Regions from separate parts of the Mus musculus genome. Here regions 2, 3, 4 and 5 are each linked to region 1. The links are chromatin contacts, called in public promoter capture Hi-C maps. All regions are on one chromosome and are shown on one strand. Each heading gives the region's core, a stretch centred on a gene start, on an enhancer-like site or on the middle of the called end of the contact. The rest is flanking DNA. Distances are from core to core; before and after follow the strand shown. Region 1 holds the start of Prkag3 (protein kinase, AMP-activated, gamma 3 non-catalytic subunit). Region 2 holds the start of Plcd4 (phospholipase C, delta 4). Region 3 holds the start of Cfap65 (cilia and flagella associated protein 65). Region 4 holds the start of Bcs1l (BCS1-like (yeast)). Region 5 holds the start of Cryba2 (crystallin, beta A2).

Evidence for each region. Promoter capture Hi-C pulls out the DNA fragments that hold promoters and counts their contacts. Capture Hi-C pulls out chosen DNA fragments and counts their contacts.
Region 2: a promoter capture Hi-C map of adipose tissue shows a contact between it and region 1. The contact joins the promoter of Plcd4 here to the promoter of Prkag3 in region 1. A contact is called at or near these places in 7 of 39 promoter capture datasets (the 3T3-L1 cell line, cranial neural crest, embryonic stem cells and 2 more), 6 of 484 Hi-C or Micro-C datasets (the G1E-ER4 cell line, bone marrow-derived macrophages, cortical neurons and 2 more) and 4 of 9 other capture datasets (adipose tissue, embryonic stem cells, liver and 1 more).
Region 3: a contact with region 1 is called in a promoter capture Hi-C map of pancreatic islet. The contact joins the promoter of Cfap65 here to the promoter of Prkag3 in region 1. A contact is called at or near these places in 7 of 39 promoter capture datasets (the HPC-7 cell line, HPC-7-derived erythroid cells, cranial neural crest and 4 more) and 1 of 9 other capture datasets (pancreatic islet).
Region 4: a promoter capture Hi-C map of liver shows a contact between it and region 1. The contact joins the promoter of Bcs1l here to the promoter of Prkag3 in region 1. A contact is called at or near these places in 8 of 39 promoter capture datasets (3T3-L1-derived adipocytes, the C10 cell line, cranial neural crest and 4 more), 15 of 484 Hi-C or Micro-C datasets (cardiomyocytes, cerebellar granule neurons, embryonic fibroblasts and 10 more), 5 of 115 datasets of contacts at active chromatin or transcription factors (the SCID.adh cell line, astrocytes, bone marrow-derived macrophages and 2 more) and 3 of 9 other capture datasets (adipose tissue, liver and pancreatic islet).
Region 5: a contact with region 1 is called in a promoter capture Hi-C map of embryonic stem cells. The contact joins the promoter of Cryba2 here to the promoter of Prkag3 in region 1. A contact is called at or near these places in 18 of 39 promoter capture datasets (the 3T3-L1 cell line, the C10 cell line, the HPC-7 cell line and 10 more), 1 of 15 datasets of contacts at CTCF or cohesin (the NIH/3T3 cell line), 11 of 484 Hi-C or Micro-C datasets (the AML12 cell line, LSK cells, the N1E-115 cell line and 4 more), 6 of 115 datasets of contacts at active chromatin or transcription factors (embryonic stem cells, pancreatic cancer cells and stem cell-derived neural progenitor cells) and 3 of 9 other capture datasets (adipose tissue, embryonic stem cells and liver).

What each region holds. Positions count from the first base shown.
Region 1 is chr1:74,747,616-74,750,451 of GRCm38.p6, forward strand. Prkag3 (protein kinase, AMP-activated, gamma 3 non-catalytic subunit) reads right to left here and starts at 1,340. Exons shown (of 14, transcript NM_153744.3): 1 at 1,203-1,340; 2 at 857-896; 3 at 257-409. The coding sequence starts at 1,235.
Region 2 is chr1:74,543,001-74,545,836 of GRCm38.p6, forward strand. Plcd4 (phospholipase C, delta 4) reads left to right here and starts at 1,360. Exons shown (of 18, transcript NM_148937.2): 1 at 1,360-1,650. It also overlaps a transcript of Usp37 not described here.
Region 3 is chr1:74,934,245-74,937,080 of GRCm38.p6, forward strand. It overlaps Cfap65 (cilia and flagella associated protein 65), which reads right to left and starts at 1,355. Exons shown (of 33, transcript NM_001039495.1): 1 at 1,277-1,355.
Region 4 is chr1:74,586,894-74,589,729 of GRCm38.p6, forward strand. Bcs1l (BCS1-like (yeast)) reads left to right here and starts at 1,396. Exons shown (of 8, transcript NM_001305652.1): 1 at 1,396-1,500; 2 at 2,593-2,836. The coding sequence starts at 2,666. It overlaps Zfp142 (zinc finger protein 142), which reads right to left and starts at 1,135. Exons shown (of 9, transcript NM_001310668.1): 1 at 671-1,135.
Region 5 is chr1:74,891,715-74,894,550 of GRCm38.p6, forward strand. Cryba2 (crystallin, beta A2) reads right to left here and starts at 1,429. Exons shown (of 5, transcript NM_021541.3): 1 at 1,363-1,429; 2 at 1,013-1,177; 3 at 232-373. The coding sequence starts at 1,173.

The sequences.
Region 1 (2,836 bases), core at 90-2,589:
GGGCTTTCAGGGTTTGGCAGCACAGGGGGCACCGGGATGGTAAAGAGTCTCAGAGTCCTAGCTGACAGCAACTCTGTTCCATCCCAAGGTGGCTGCACTGGGACCCTGGGTCATCACATAGTTATTGCCTCTCGTTTAGGGAGGCAGAGGCCACAAGGTGAGACTGTGTTTAAGTCCGTGTGATGGAGAGGCCCGAGGTCAAGCTCTGCTCTGGAATTCCTGCTGACCCTGTCACCATAACTGACCTTGGCCTCACCTTCTCCCAAACCTGGTGGTTCTGCTTCCTCTACGGCCTCCTGTCTCGTCCATCTGGAAGCCTTGACTCCCCGTATGGCACAGGTTCTTTCTGAGCTGGTGGCCACAGCTGGTGAGGGCCATGAGTTTTCTCCTTGTTCTAAGAAGTCCATCTCTGGAAGGAGGAAAGGAATCTCTTTGACTAGTAGGAAATGATACAACAAAACCAAGTCCCATGTCATTACTGAGCCTCTTGGAAGCTTTCAAAGCCCCCCTCCCCAAATATTTCTTGTTTTCTATTCATTGGAATTTTCCAAGATACGTATTGTAAATGGGAATAGCATTCCTATTTAGCCTCGAGGGACCGGAAACTCTGAGAGGTTAAGCAATTTACCACAAATTTCACAGCTGGAAAGTGGTAAGGTGGGGTTCAGATCTTCAGCAAAGAGGAAAGGGGAGGTGGGGGACACATTGGGAAAAAGAAGAGGGAGAAAGCTGAGAGGAGAAAGAATTTCTCCTGAAAAAAGCCAAGCTAGGGGTTAAGGACTGGGGTTCAAAAAGACGGAGGACAAGGGAGCTAAAGAGAAAAGGCTAGACCCACAGGGAGCGATACTCCACCCACCTTGACTCTCTGGACCCCCACTGTGGCTCCAGGTCAGGGTCTTTGGGAGAGAATGTCTGAAGTGAAAATGCTATCCGTTCTCAAGTCTCTGGGTTGTCCCCTTTAAAAAGCACACCCACCCCAAACACCACATGTATACAGATAGGCACAACTTGCACACCCCTGGTACACCTGGAACCTCACACAGGCACGTACACGCAAAATACATACATACACAGCACCGACCAGTTCACACACTCAGAGTACAGTGCACAGCAAGCACGCGGGCTACACACGGGCGCCCACACACAGCCACGCGCTTGCTGTCCTTCTCTGTCCCAGCGCCGGCCCCCTGGGACCCCGGTACCCCAGGCAATGTGTGCTCCAGCTCGGGCTCCATGCGGCCAGCTCTAGTCCGTTAGCAAGTGCGCGACAGGCGGCGGCAGGGTGGCACTATTCTGGGCTGGTCCCTGGCGGCAGGCCCTTGAGAGATCGGGTTCTCTCTGATTGTCAGGTCTTGGGAGGGAGCGCTTAACCCGCAGCTGTTCCCGCACTGCAGCTTGGGGGCGCTGCGGAGGCGGAACTCTCATCTTCGAACTGAAAGTTTTAAGGAGAAAAGTTGGCTTCCTTCACTTTCTCCTCCATGCAAACTTCCCTAGCCTAGGTGGGATGAGTTAGAAAGGATACACTCGAGGATAGAGAAGGGTAAGGGGGTTGTGAGTGATCCCGAGAGAGGAGCAGAGTATGTCAAGACATCCCATTTTGGGTCCTGCCACCCTATTCCCTTCTTAGGTGAAAGATGAAAGATGGAGAAGGAGAATCAGACCGGTGGGCACTCTGCTGGTCATCCCAAAGGTGAGAGATGGGGCAGAGGGAGTGGGCTTCACACCTGCGTGCAGAGGGAGCAGTACCTGAACCGACCTGTGCCTGCGGGATGAATGGATGTGCGGGAGTCCAGTCCCTAACCCACCATGAGTACTGACTCTGCATCTCTCTGTGCCAGAGGGGAACCCAGCCTGGCTTCTATGCGCCTCACCCCCTTCCTTGGCATTCCTAGGGCCTGAGTCAGAGTCCAAATGGGGAATGCTGAGCCAGCTGCTCTGGCTTTCCTCTCCCTGTCCCTCCCTCCCTCTTGTCATTCCAGTCTCTTCCATCGCGACCCTCTGAGTGGACACTCAGGAATGGACTATTGGGTTTCCTGCTGGATTTAGTGAACATATTTTCTTTTCTGCTTCAAAGCACCTGCAATGGCCTCCGAGGAGGGTGGAGAAGAACTGTGTGGGGGGGGGGGGCTTTTGCTTTTCATGAGTGTCCCTGGGACCAGATCTGTCGCCAGATAGTGGAACTTCTGAGACACAGCAAATGGGCCCACCTCAGCGTCCATCAGCCTGTGCTCTATTGTCTAGGCATGGCAGTCTTTGCTGAACTTGTGACAATGGTCCACAGCTTGTCACTGTGCAGTATTTTCCTTGCTAGAGGCTGGTCAGTCTCTAAACTAGTATTCCTATTAGGTTTTAAGTAGCATCATTTCCAAATAAAAATTAGTTAGGATAGACGTTTGGTTGCTGTAACAAAGACCCAATGTAAGGATGCCCAGGAGCTTGAGAGGTGGCTCAGTGGGGGAGAACATTGTCTGGGTAAGCATGAGGACCCAAGTTCAAGTCCCCACATATAAAGCTGGATGTGGAAGTGGAAGCAGGAAGATCACTGGGACTTGCTGGTCTCCAGCCTAGTTTCACTAGGTTTAGTGAGAGGCTCTGTCTCAAGAAAGATTAAGATGGAGCCTGATTAAGCAGGACACTCAACTTCCTCTGGCTTCTGGGAATACATACGCATACTACATATCACACACACACACACACACACACACACACACACACACACACACCCCACACGAGAGAGAGAGAGAGAGAGGGAGAGAGAGAGAGAGAGAGAATACTTCAAACAGCAAGTCTATAGACAGTTTAGAACCGGTAAGGTAGTTGTGAAACCATTCAAAAC
Region 2 (2,836 bases), core at 110-2,609, 200 kb before region 1:
CAGACACAAGATTACTATCCTACCTACGGTAAGGGCCCTGAGCTCTAACCAACCTCTGGCCAAGCTGAGTCCTGCCTGAGTCCTAACTCAGCTCTACAGATGCATACCTGTATTAGGTTAAACTAGGCTCCTTTTCCCACCCTGAGGCTACACAGAACTCCCCCCCCCCCTTCCTGGTTCTCTCGAATTTATCCTCTCTGCCTCTTAAAAACCATTTTCTTTCTAGCTGTGTCAATCACCCTTTTATAGAGAAACCTCTTAGCTGTACGGGGCAATGAGTGCTGACCCTAGCCACTGTGTCTCAGAGGTGAATCCACCCCAGGAAGATGGGAGGCAGAATGAGAATAGATTCTCATCAATGAAGATGCATTAAGAGACTGTTGAGGGTTACCAAATGAGGGTGTTCAAAACGCATGAGACAGTTGAACTCGTGGTAATAAAGAGATGATTTTAAGATAACCTTGGAAAGAGTCAGGGTTTGAGTTTATTCTGTGCTCTGGTTTTTGCCTGCTTAACAAGCCGAGGCAAGTTCTTGGTACACTAGCAGGTTGTATGCCATGGGACTTTAAGGCCACAGACAACTGTTTGATCTGGACTTGGATTTAGGGCTCCCCAAGGTTGCCTTTTTGCCAGAACTGCTTATTAGGGTGCCCACTAAATATGTTCTCCTCATCCCTGGAAACTGTAATTTGACAAATTCTAAAACGCTCTCATGGAGATGATTGATCTAGGCTTAAGTCTCTGGACTTGAGAGAGCCTTAAAGTTCTAACATTCTAAGGGCTATGACCTCTGAGCAGAGCCATCCTATCCACTTTATATGAAACAGGTTAGCCATAACCCTTCTCAGAAGTGAGAACATAGACAAAATAGCTCTCTTCCTTCCTACCTCCCAGAAAGAAATTTGAGACATGCTGACTTCCTACTATAATGTCATTGGCACTTGGTGTTGACACTTCCAAACTCCGAGGATCATATAAAGCTATTTGGAAGTACAAGATCCTAAATATATATATGTGTGTGTGTGTGTGTGCTAATCTCCCCCCACCCTGAACCTAGGCCACCCTCCAACTTCCTATATAGCCAATGATGACCCTTGAACGCCCCTGATCCTTCTGTTTGCACCTCCCATGTGTTAAGATTGCCACTGTGCCTGGCTGACCCAATCTCTCTTACTTTTAGAATTTTATCCTTTGTGTCCTTGCTGGTGCCCCCTCTCCCAGATCCTCTGTTTCTTCTCGCCCCACTGCACCTGCATCCGTTGTAACCATCCTTCCTTTCAGACACTAGCGGGAACACCAAGACTTGGAACACTTAGGTTCTAACACATTCTTTGGGCACTTTGTTTAGTCAGTCTCCTAGGATACAGGGAAAAATGAGGCTGAAAGGAGAGGCATGTTACTGAGTGTCCAAATGAAAGTGCCCTCTCTCCTGGACTGTAGATTCGAAATCCTTAAAGGGGCTGAGAGCCAGGGCTATTGGGAATTAGTGGAGATAAAGGAGGGGAATGGCAGGAAAGGGTGATGGAGAAAGAGGAGGAGGAGAAGGTTAAGAAGAGAACACAAAAAGCTTGACTTGAGGGAGCAGAGAGGCTGGTGAGAGAGAAAGGAATGAGCTAGGAAGAAAGAAAAGTCAGACATGGGATGGGAAAGGTAAGACAACGGGAAGAAAAGGAAGTTGTTTGGCGGTATGTAGGGGACCCAGAAGATAATGGAGTGGAGAGAAAGACCATCGGTGTCCCTCACCGATCGCAGGCCTTCCTTCAACATGCTTTCTGGAGAAGGCCCTTTCTAAGGGAAGAGTTGGTGAATTCTGCACCGGTTGTAGAGAGACCTGCAATCTATTGCAGTTGTGTCACTGAAGGACCCTGTCAGGACAGCCAATCTTTCTGGTCTTCAGTCTCCTCCATGAAGCTCAGGTCTTGTACACTGTGGCTTCCCTGAGGTGCTGCTGACACTCTTGCCCATACTACACACAGACGCAAGCTAAAACCACCGCTCTTGAGTGGGGACAGGTTAGACAGGGGGGAAAGAGGCAGTTTGTTTGTTTGCTTGTTGTTTTTCGAGACAGGATATCTCTATGTAACCCTGGCTGTCCTGGAACTCACTCTATAGACCAGGCTGGTCTCAAACTCAGAAATCTGCCTGCCTCTGTCTCCCAAGTGCTGGGATTAAAGGCGTGTGCCACCACTGCCCAACAAGAAAGAAGTAGTTTTTTAAGGCTGGCTAGGGAAACTGTTTTTGGATCCTGGGCTCTGTTCTCAGGTTTCCCATGTTTCAGGACATGTAAGGTTCCTGGACACAGGAACAGAGAAGGTAATTCTGTTTTCTTCCAATCCCAAGACCAACTACAGAGTCCTGTGCCTACAAGGTGGAAACTTCAATCTCAGGTCACCCTCAGCCCACTATGGTCTGAGCAACCAAGGAATTTAAGAGTGACCTGTTACTTTGGCCTCTGGTCTTCATACAGCAATTTTTTGTTTGTTTGGTTTTTTTGTTTGTTTGTTTTTTCGAGACAGGGTTTCTCTGTATAGCCCTGGCTGTCCTGGAACTCACTTTGTAGACCAGGCTGGCCTCGAACTCAGAAATCCGCCTGCCTCTGCCTCCCAAGTGCTGGGACTAAAGGTGTGCGCCACCACACCCGGCTCATACAGCAGTTTTAAGCCATATGAAGATTCCAAATAGTTTTCCACACCTGGAAAAAGAGATGCTTTCTGTCCCTGAAGGAGCTCTTTGGGACCCTTCTTCCATCCAGAGGGCTCTTAGCTAGGAGCACATACTCAATTCTCCTCCTAAAACTGTCCTAGCTGTTTCTCTCCTTTGCCCCTCACTCCTCTAC
Region 3 (2,836 bases), core at 105-2,604, 190 kb after region 1:
TTTAAGTAAGATTGTCCATATCCCAAATAGTATCAATTTGACTAACAATCCAGACAGTATTGTGAGGTTTTCAACAGATATTTTAATCCCTACAGTTGTTTATCGTTACATGTGATTTGCCTTCTTTTCCTTGTTTTTCTTTTGAGACAAGGTTTCTCTGTGTAGCCCTGGCTGTCCTGGAACTAGATCTACAGACTAGGTTAGTCTCAAACTCTGAGATCCACTTGCCTCTGTCTTCCAAGCGCTGGGATTAAAGACATGAACCATCATGATTGGCCATGACTTGCTTTTAATTTAACCTAAAACATCTCCTTCTTCAAGTTGGTGGTTAATTAAGGTCCCCATGTTATAATGTAACAATCTCATGATTACCTTTAGCAGTTTACACATTTCCCAAAGACAATCTCATTCTCTCTCCACCAGCCAGAGAAACCCTCTGTTGGCTCATTTGTTCCTAGAAGGTTCTCTAACACTGGAGGAAACCATTTCAAGTTACTGTCCTCATCCCATGCATTCCCTCACAGAGCATTTACCAAACAGGTCTGATACAGCAGGTACTTGTACAAAACAAGCTTCCTACCTCCAAATGTAAAGTGGGTGTTCAGACAGAACCCAAGAAATGCAAGCTGCGGGTGGGGAGGAGAGCTGTTACTTTTCTGTCCTTGGATAGCTTTAGGTCCTGTCCCTAGTCCCTGATCTCTCAGACATCAGGGGATTCAACAGACAGTCTGCCTTGCCTCTCTGAAAAAGTCCCCACTCAATACACCAATCTATCTCTGAAAGGCTAGAGAAGAGACAAAATAAGGTAGAAAAGTGGTCCAGCCGGGACTTAAGGCAGGAAGCATGGAGCCTTTCCGGGAACAGAGAAGGTCATTTGCAACATTTTGCTGTGAAAAAACGTGCAGTTGTGTGTGTGTGTGTGTGTGTGTGTGTGTGTGTGTGTGTGTGTGTGTGTGTGTGTGTGTTTGGGGGGGGCTTGTTTTAAACCAATTTTCTAGTTTCGGGGGTGGGGGTATTTTATCAGTTTCTTTTATTTGCCTAATTTCTGATCTTAAAATTTTACAAACGACAGGTGAAAAAACCGGGAGTAGGGGTGAGGGTAAGGAGTGGTCAAGTAGAGCTGAGGAAGGAAGCCTTAAAACGAAGGGAACAAAATGTACTTATGGGGCTTCTCAGGGTCTCCTGGCCCCCGCATCTAATTAATCTCGCCCACAACGAAAGGACTTTCTGAAGACCCGCCACGATTTCCTGTAAAAGGGGTTTTTAGTACAGATACCGTTCCTTGTTCCTCTCGCTGGCCTCCAACGTTTAGAACTCATGCAAACGCTGTGCTAACGTCTCCGTAGATACAGGACGCTCGGGACACAGCGTCTTTTGGTATCCCATGGCAACGACGGCAACCCAAAAGAGCCAAGGTTCAGAGAAAGCGAATGAGTCCGTTTCTTTTTGTTTTGTTTTTCTCTTCATTTCATTTCTTTTCCTTTATTTTCTCTCTTTTTTCTTCTTTCCTTTCCTTTTTCTTCTTTTTTCTTTAACTTTCTTTATATATTTTTTTCTTTTTGTGCTAAGAATTAAAGCTTTGATCATCACTAAGCTACACACCCAGTCAATGCCTGCTCAAATTTAATCTCCCTATGTTAAGTATTGAATCCAAGATTTTCCCTGCTGTAGTACCAACTGTGGTCTTTTTCCATTCCAGACAAGGTAAACATGGTTCCCCCAATTTTCATGGTGTCCTGGCAATTACTTTATTTGACCACCTTATTCATAGATTACTGTTGGGCTCAAAAATCATAGATTGCCTGAATGGGAGTCATTCCTAATCTCTTGAAGTAGACTGATCTAGACTCAGAGCCTCATTCCCTATGATCATGATGGTTCATTGAAAACAGCCTCTGGTTATTTCTTACTGCATAGGATTTATAAATGTGCTCCTTCTGCTGCCGAAAGAGAACACCTTTGGCATTTTCTTCCAGATATCTTTTGGTCTGAGACCAAAGAAAATTAACTTGTTTGAAGAGAGACAAAAGTTAATGTATGAAGAAATTCTTTTTTGTCTGTGCACTGGTGTGCACGCTGTGAGAAAGGTATCATTGGATGAAGGCGACGTAGAAAAAGCCAAGAATCTCAAAGTTCATTCTTCGGCAATTAAAGAGTTTTACTGCCTGAACAGTGAACCCATTCCTCCTCAGAATGAAAGGGGTGTGGTGTGGTTATAGAGGGAGAGCTCAGAGAGCTGGAAGCAAACCCAGAAAATAAACGAGCAGTTTGGAGGATTGGGGTTCACTTGTGGGAGGTAGGCGATGGACTGAGGTGACAAAGTGACCTGAGTTGGCTTGAGGGATCACATGAGCGGGGGAGGGCAGGGCTGCTGCAAGGGAGGTCCAGGAGGTCGGTTAAGTCATGCCAGCCCAACTAAGCCTGGAATTCTTTGGGGATTAAGGAACGTGGAACTCAGTGAGTGTCTCGCTGGTTTCTCAGAATCTGAAGGCTGTACTTTGAACGTGATGACGTTGATGCTATTTGGAGCTCCTGTAATGATTTCTCCCTTTTTTTGTTTTTCTTCAAGTTCTTCTTTTTTTTTTTTTAATCAGTCTGACTCAGCTGGACCTTATGGACAAAAAAAGTGGGGGGTATAAATGACAATAAGTGAATGAATGATAATGAATGTAATGGAATAATGAATGATGAAATGATGAATAGAAATGAATAAACAAAATTTTCCTTTTCATACTTATGCCAAAAAAAATTGAGAATACTTATGCAGGATTTGGGGGGGGACCTCAGAGAACCCAATAAGAAAAAACTGATGATAAAGAAGTCAGATTTTTTGAGC
Region 4 (2,836 bases), core at 146-2,645, 160 kb before region 1:
ACTTCCAGGACTCAGGAGGCAAAGGCAGGCAGGTATCTGTGAATTTGAGGCCAGCCTGGTCTACATAGTGAGTTCCAGGACAGAGCTAAACAGTGAGGCCCTGTTTCAAACAAAACTGGGTCACTGAGTATGTGCCAGGTGAGAGTGGCTAGTTCTCATTCTACAGAATCCCTCCACGTAAAAACAGCACGAGGGCTGTAGGGATGGCGCAGTGATGAAGAGCACTGACTGCTCTTCCAGAGGTCCTGGGTTCAATTCCCAGCAACCACATGGTGGCTCGCAACTATCTGTTAATAGGATCCGATGCCCTTTCTCCTGTGTCTGAAGAAAGCAACCGTGTACTCACATACATAAAATAAACAAATATGTCTTTAAAAAGCATAACAGCAGGAACAGACAGCAATTCAAGAAGGAGGCAGGGAAGTGCACTTCCGTGGTCAGCGAGGCTTTTTGGAAATCACAGCCCCCACGGACTACTAATTATTGCTGCTCTAGGCGGTCTTCCAGCCCATCACATGGCCTCAGGAAGATGCGGGGGAGGAGGTAGGAGAGAGCCAGAAAGAAGTAACGTGCTTTTGAGACTGGAGAAGCAAGGGATACCGAAGCCTGGGGAACAAGGCAACCCTGCGTAGGCACCTCAGTTCCCACGCGCCTCTGGGCTTTGACTCACCGTGTAGCCTTGAGTCGATGCACTTGCCTCGCTTCTCAGGACCTCAGCTTTCCTGTCTGTAAAGTGGAGGCGGCGGCGACGACAGCTTTTACACTGTGGGGCGACAGCCAAGTCACGAGATACAGCGGAGGAGAAAGGCGTTTTGGAACCTGCAAGGCTTGGGATGATGCATCGTCACGGTTCTGGTCCTGAGGAGAGGCAGCGGATACCCGGGCGGGGCCCGGAGCTGTGACGCGACTGAGACGCCCGAGTCCAGCAGAGATGCGCCCGCGCCCCTCTCACCGGCGCGCTCCCCGCAGCACCTCCTCCCGCGGGCTCCACCTCCAGGGCCCACTCAAGCTGGAGCTAGAGAAACTTTTACCTTCAGCTCACAGCGCCCGCACTTCCCCTGGTTCCCGCCGACAGCCGCTCTCTCACCTCCTACCCGTGGGCTGGCGGGAGCTGCATCTCTATGGTCCGACTGGGACTGGAGTGGCTCCTCGGGGGCCTTTGATGTGGCCGCCCCCGGCCCAGGCGCCTCTAGGAATCTGACGTGTGGCAGCCACTCTGTCTCTCTTCAAGGCCCGTGCTACTCTATGGTTTCCCCTCTATGTCCTTGAGTACCCCCCTTCTGAAGCCCCAAAGCGGAACCATCGAGAATTGCAGGGAAGAGTGGCAAGGACTCCGTGGTGGGTGTGGCCGGAAGTAGATGCAGCAGTCCGGGGCGGGACTAGCGGCGCTGCCTCTTCGTAGGCCCGGCGAAACCATCGAGTGTGAGGGCCAGAGAGTCATGGAGGGAAGGGGGCGGAGTGACAGATTTCTCTCTCCCACGTTCCTGGAAGCGCGAGCAGGTCTGTGTATAGGGTGTCCGGGAGTCAGCTGCTGTGTGTCAGGGTTCGGGAGCCGGGGGCCAGGAGATCTTCGTCAGCGGCTCTCCATGCAAAGGTGCTTTGGAATTCTGGATCACAGCTCCGAGCCTTAGCGGAGGTCACGGCTGTCAATTCACCAGTGGGCCGGTGTGCCAGGCAGAGGAGTGGCAGTGGAGAAGTGTTGCAAGGAGAGGTGTTCTGGAAATAATTGCCATTTTGTCCCCTTAGGCATTGTCTTAAGTTAGGCTTAGTCACATCTTAATTGGGTTGAATTTGAAAAAGGCTCCAAAAAAAAAAAAAAAGAAAAAGAAAAAGGCTCCGTGGAAGAAGTAGACTATATGATCTCAATGAAAAAGAATGCCTAGAATAAAGGGGTGGGGGTCATTCGGTACCAACAGAACTGAGAGAGCTAGAAGTAGGTAGTGATTTGCTAGTAAAGGTACGCATTCTAATGTAGGCATCCCTGCGTATCCGGCTGTGGTATTTGAACCCAATGGGAGCAAGGCACCAAGGGTGCTGGAATACAAGTGACAGAATTGTAGCGTGTCTGGGATTGGTGGGTTTGGATGATGCAGGTGCTGAAGGTCCATTCAAATATCACCTCAAGAACCAAAATAACTTGCAAGAAATAGTTTAGGTGAGAAGTAATAAATGTCTGTACAGGACATTAGGAACGGGGTGTAAGGGAGAGGATATTTGAAAGACATTTCTGATGGTAAGGCATGTGGTCATTGACAGAGCAATGGAAAAATCACCTTTGCCGATTCCATTCAGTGGGGACCCTTCTGTCTAGCTCTTGCCAGGGACCAGAGTCTTGCCTTTCTAGTATCCTGATGTGGAGCTGGGTACATTGCTTTTTGGAATTGAGAAACTCTCCAAAATGGCCTTCTGGCAAAAGGTCTAACTGAAGAGCAAAATGGATTGAAGAGCCTGGGGTGTTTGCTGTGGCATTCCAACACCATTCCTACTCCACTGAAACACAGTCCTGCTGACCTGTCCATCTTGCTTCTGTGGGAGGGAGCGGAGCAAGATTGACTGGTCTAGTTTCTATACTAGTCTTATGCTTTCTTCCAGTTCTGCTACAATCCATCCCTCGGTTTTGACAGTGCCTCAGAGCCTATAAGCATCTGTGCTGCTTCTTTTCAAGATGCCATTTTCAGACTTTGTTCTGGCCCTTAAAGACAATCCCTACTTTGGGGCTGGATTTGGGCTGGTAGGTGTGGGTACGGCTCTGGCTATGGCCCGGAAAGGAGCCCAGTTGGGTCTAGTGGCATTCCGGCGCCATTACATGATCACACTGGAAGTCCCTGCCAGAGAC
Region 5 (2,836 bases), core at 179-2,678, 140 kb after region 1:
TCCGTGGTGCTGATGCAGGGATAGGTCCACAAATGCCACTACCACCCACCCAAGAGTTTATTCATACATCATGGGGTGGTGGTGGGTGGGTAGGTATTTCAAAGCAACTCACTTTGGTTGGGACCTGGAGCTTGGTGGCAGGAGATCAGAGGTTGGGGTGTGTGTGTGTGTGCGCGCGCGCGCGTGTGTGTGTGTGGGGGGGGGGGGGGGGGAGGAGTTGGCTGTGCTCACCGCACAGAGCACTGGCCTGAAGGACAGCAATTGGTTGCTGTGGTGGCCACTGCTTCCGCTCCAGGCACTCCAGCAAGGATAGTCTCCCTTCTCTAGAATGAACTGCTGTCCCTGGAAGTCGGGGTACTCGAAGGCCACCCATCTGAAAAAAAAAAAGAGAAGAGGAACTGGGAAACATCTGCTCAGTCTCCCTCTCCCCCATCATCACCCTGTTTGCTAAGGTTGAAAATATCCGGGGACTCAAACTATTTCTCCAACGCTAAACCATTCCTCAGATAGACCCAGCTCCTCTGGAAACTGAAAGCCCCAAACCTGAGCTAGAAAGGCCCAGGTTTCCCGTTTATCGCCCGCGGTTAGAAGGAATGTTTCAGGTTAATAAGATCGCCGAACCAGTGACTTCCTTCTGGGTTTTATGTGACTGCATAGGCAGCCAACCGTTCTCTGTACTGCTATAGTGGCAAAGGAGCCTCTGCTATCTTCAGGACCCCAACCTGGCTTCTAGGATACCCAGATGGGCAGAGCACAAAGGATCTGTCTCCACAAAGCCACCTGCACAAAGAAAACGTGGAGGTTTCAGGGCGGCCCCACGATTGCTTCTTGCCTTTGTCTTGGGGAGGGGTTGGGAGTACTGGAGAGGACAAAGATTTCTCTCCTTGATGAGTCTGTCTACGGCGCACTGGAGTGAAGGTTGAAGTTCCGGGCTCTGACTTTGGCTAGGGTGGAAGGGAGAGAAGCCAGAAAACCCCTAAATTGGCCCATTAGCCACAGCAGGATCACTCACGCGCCGTTTTCCACCTTGACTGAGCGCACCCTGCGCAGGGCTCCCCGCTCACAGACGTTGGCACAGTCGCTCAGTAGCCGGCAGCGACGACCCTGGAAGTCCTCCTCATCCCAGAGTGTGAGGCAAACGGGCGCCGAGCCCGGCGCGGGGGCGCTGCTCATGTCGCTGCAGATAAGAAGGGCAAGATCATGGGCTAACTTCTCGGGAACACTCTACTTAGCCTAAGCCTGCCCATCCCCAGTAGGGTGTGAGGAATCTAGGGTCTGGATCCGGACACAGGCTGCCGCTGTGCGGAGCGGGTGGGCGTGAGGGGAGGTTCCCTTGTTACTCCCTCTCCCCCCAGTACTCACCGAGTGAGTGAGCACCGCACCGACGGAAAATGGAGAGGCTGCGCGCGAGCCTGGTGTTCGCTGCTTTATAGTCATGTCTGGCTGCCTCTCCCTGTGGAATCCGGGTGGGGTGTGCAAGCTGAGTCAGCTGGCAGGCTTTGGCCAGCTCTGGTCTGCATAGGCAGCGGAGTCACCGATCTGGTCCCAGCCCGCATGCATGACAACGGAAAGTGCTGAGGCGCACATCGTGTCTGCCGGAGCCCAGGCTGACTCTGCGCTTTCTTTCACTGTGGTCTAAGCCTGGTAGAGACTCCTAGCCTAGGGGCAGAACAAGCAATCCCTGGCACAGACACTCAGGCGTGACCGTAAGCGTACGGTTTAGCCTTTTCTAAGACTGCGTAAGCCTGGCCAGCACAGTTCTTTCCAAAGTCAAAACTCTCTAGGTGAAGATCTTGCTTTTGGGGGACACTAGGGAGGAGGAAGAGAAGACCCTTCTCTAAGGACGCTGCGCCAAGGCCCTCAGGACCTGTTCGCTGTTACCCTTTTCTTCCTGAGCGGAGCTTTCCAAGGAGTCTTCTCTGGCACTGAGGTCAAGACCAGGCCTCGCCGCCAGGCGGCACTAAACACTGAAAAGCACCCGGGAGCGCTAGCATGGGTTTTGGTTTGGTTTGGTTTGGTTTTTTGGGTTTTGTTTTTGTTTTTGTTTTTTTCCTGGATTTTAAGAATACAAGTGCCAAGAGAGGGTTCAACTGTCCTAGATAGAAGTGGCTCTCAGTCTTCCCCCACCCTCTCGGGGACCACCGAGGCACCAGAATCTGCAGCAGTGGGGAGGTGGGGAGATGGGACAGAAAAGGCTAGGGACCCCAAAGGAGGTCTCCTCGCCCTTTTAGCTGTCATTTAGAAGGCAGGCTGATTACAGATCCTTAACAACGAGAGAGGCTAACCCAGCAGAAGAGGGAAGGAGGTGGGTGGGAAATATTTTGTTACTCCTGTTTGCCAAGTGCCTCCTCTATAGACTCAGCAGCCTGGTGGGTTCAGTTTGCACACACAAACATAAAAATTGAAGCCCAGCAGGGTGTGGGGCTTTCTTCAAATCCACACCTAGCCACTTTCATAGTTAAGAACATCCAGGAGGCCTTTTGTTCTGTTGCCAGACCCCCTACCTCAACTCCCGGAAGCTTAACCTCTGGCACCTTCCTTCTACCAACTGCTAAACCCATCCGTGGCTGGCCGAGAGCCTTTGCTTTTGCCCTTCGATTTCCCTGGGATGTTTTAACCACACATTCTTGGTGTGGCTAGCTCCTCTGCTACTCTGTAGATGGTACCAGCCACAAAACACCACCCATCGAGTACGTTTTTCTCTTTAGCCTTTATCAGTCTCAAGATCTCTTCCTCCTAGTATATGAATGCACTGGTGCCTCCTCTACTAGACTGTAAGCCCTACACAAAAGGGTAGGAGCTGTGTCTGCCTTGTTCCCAGCTATCCTCAAACCTA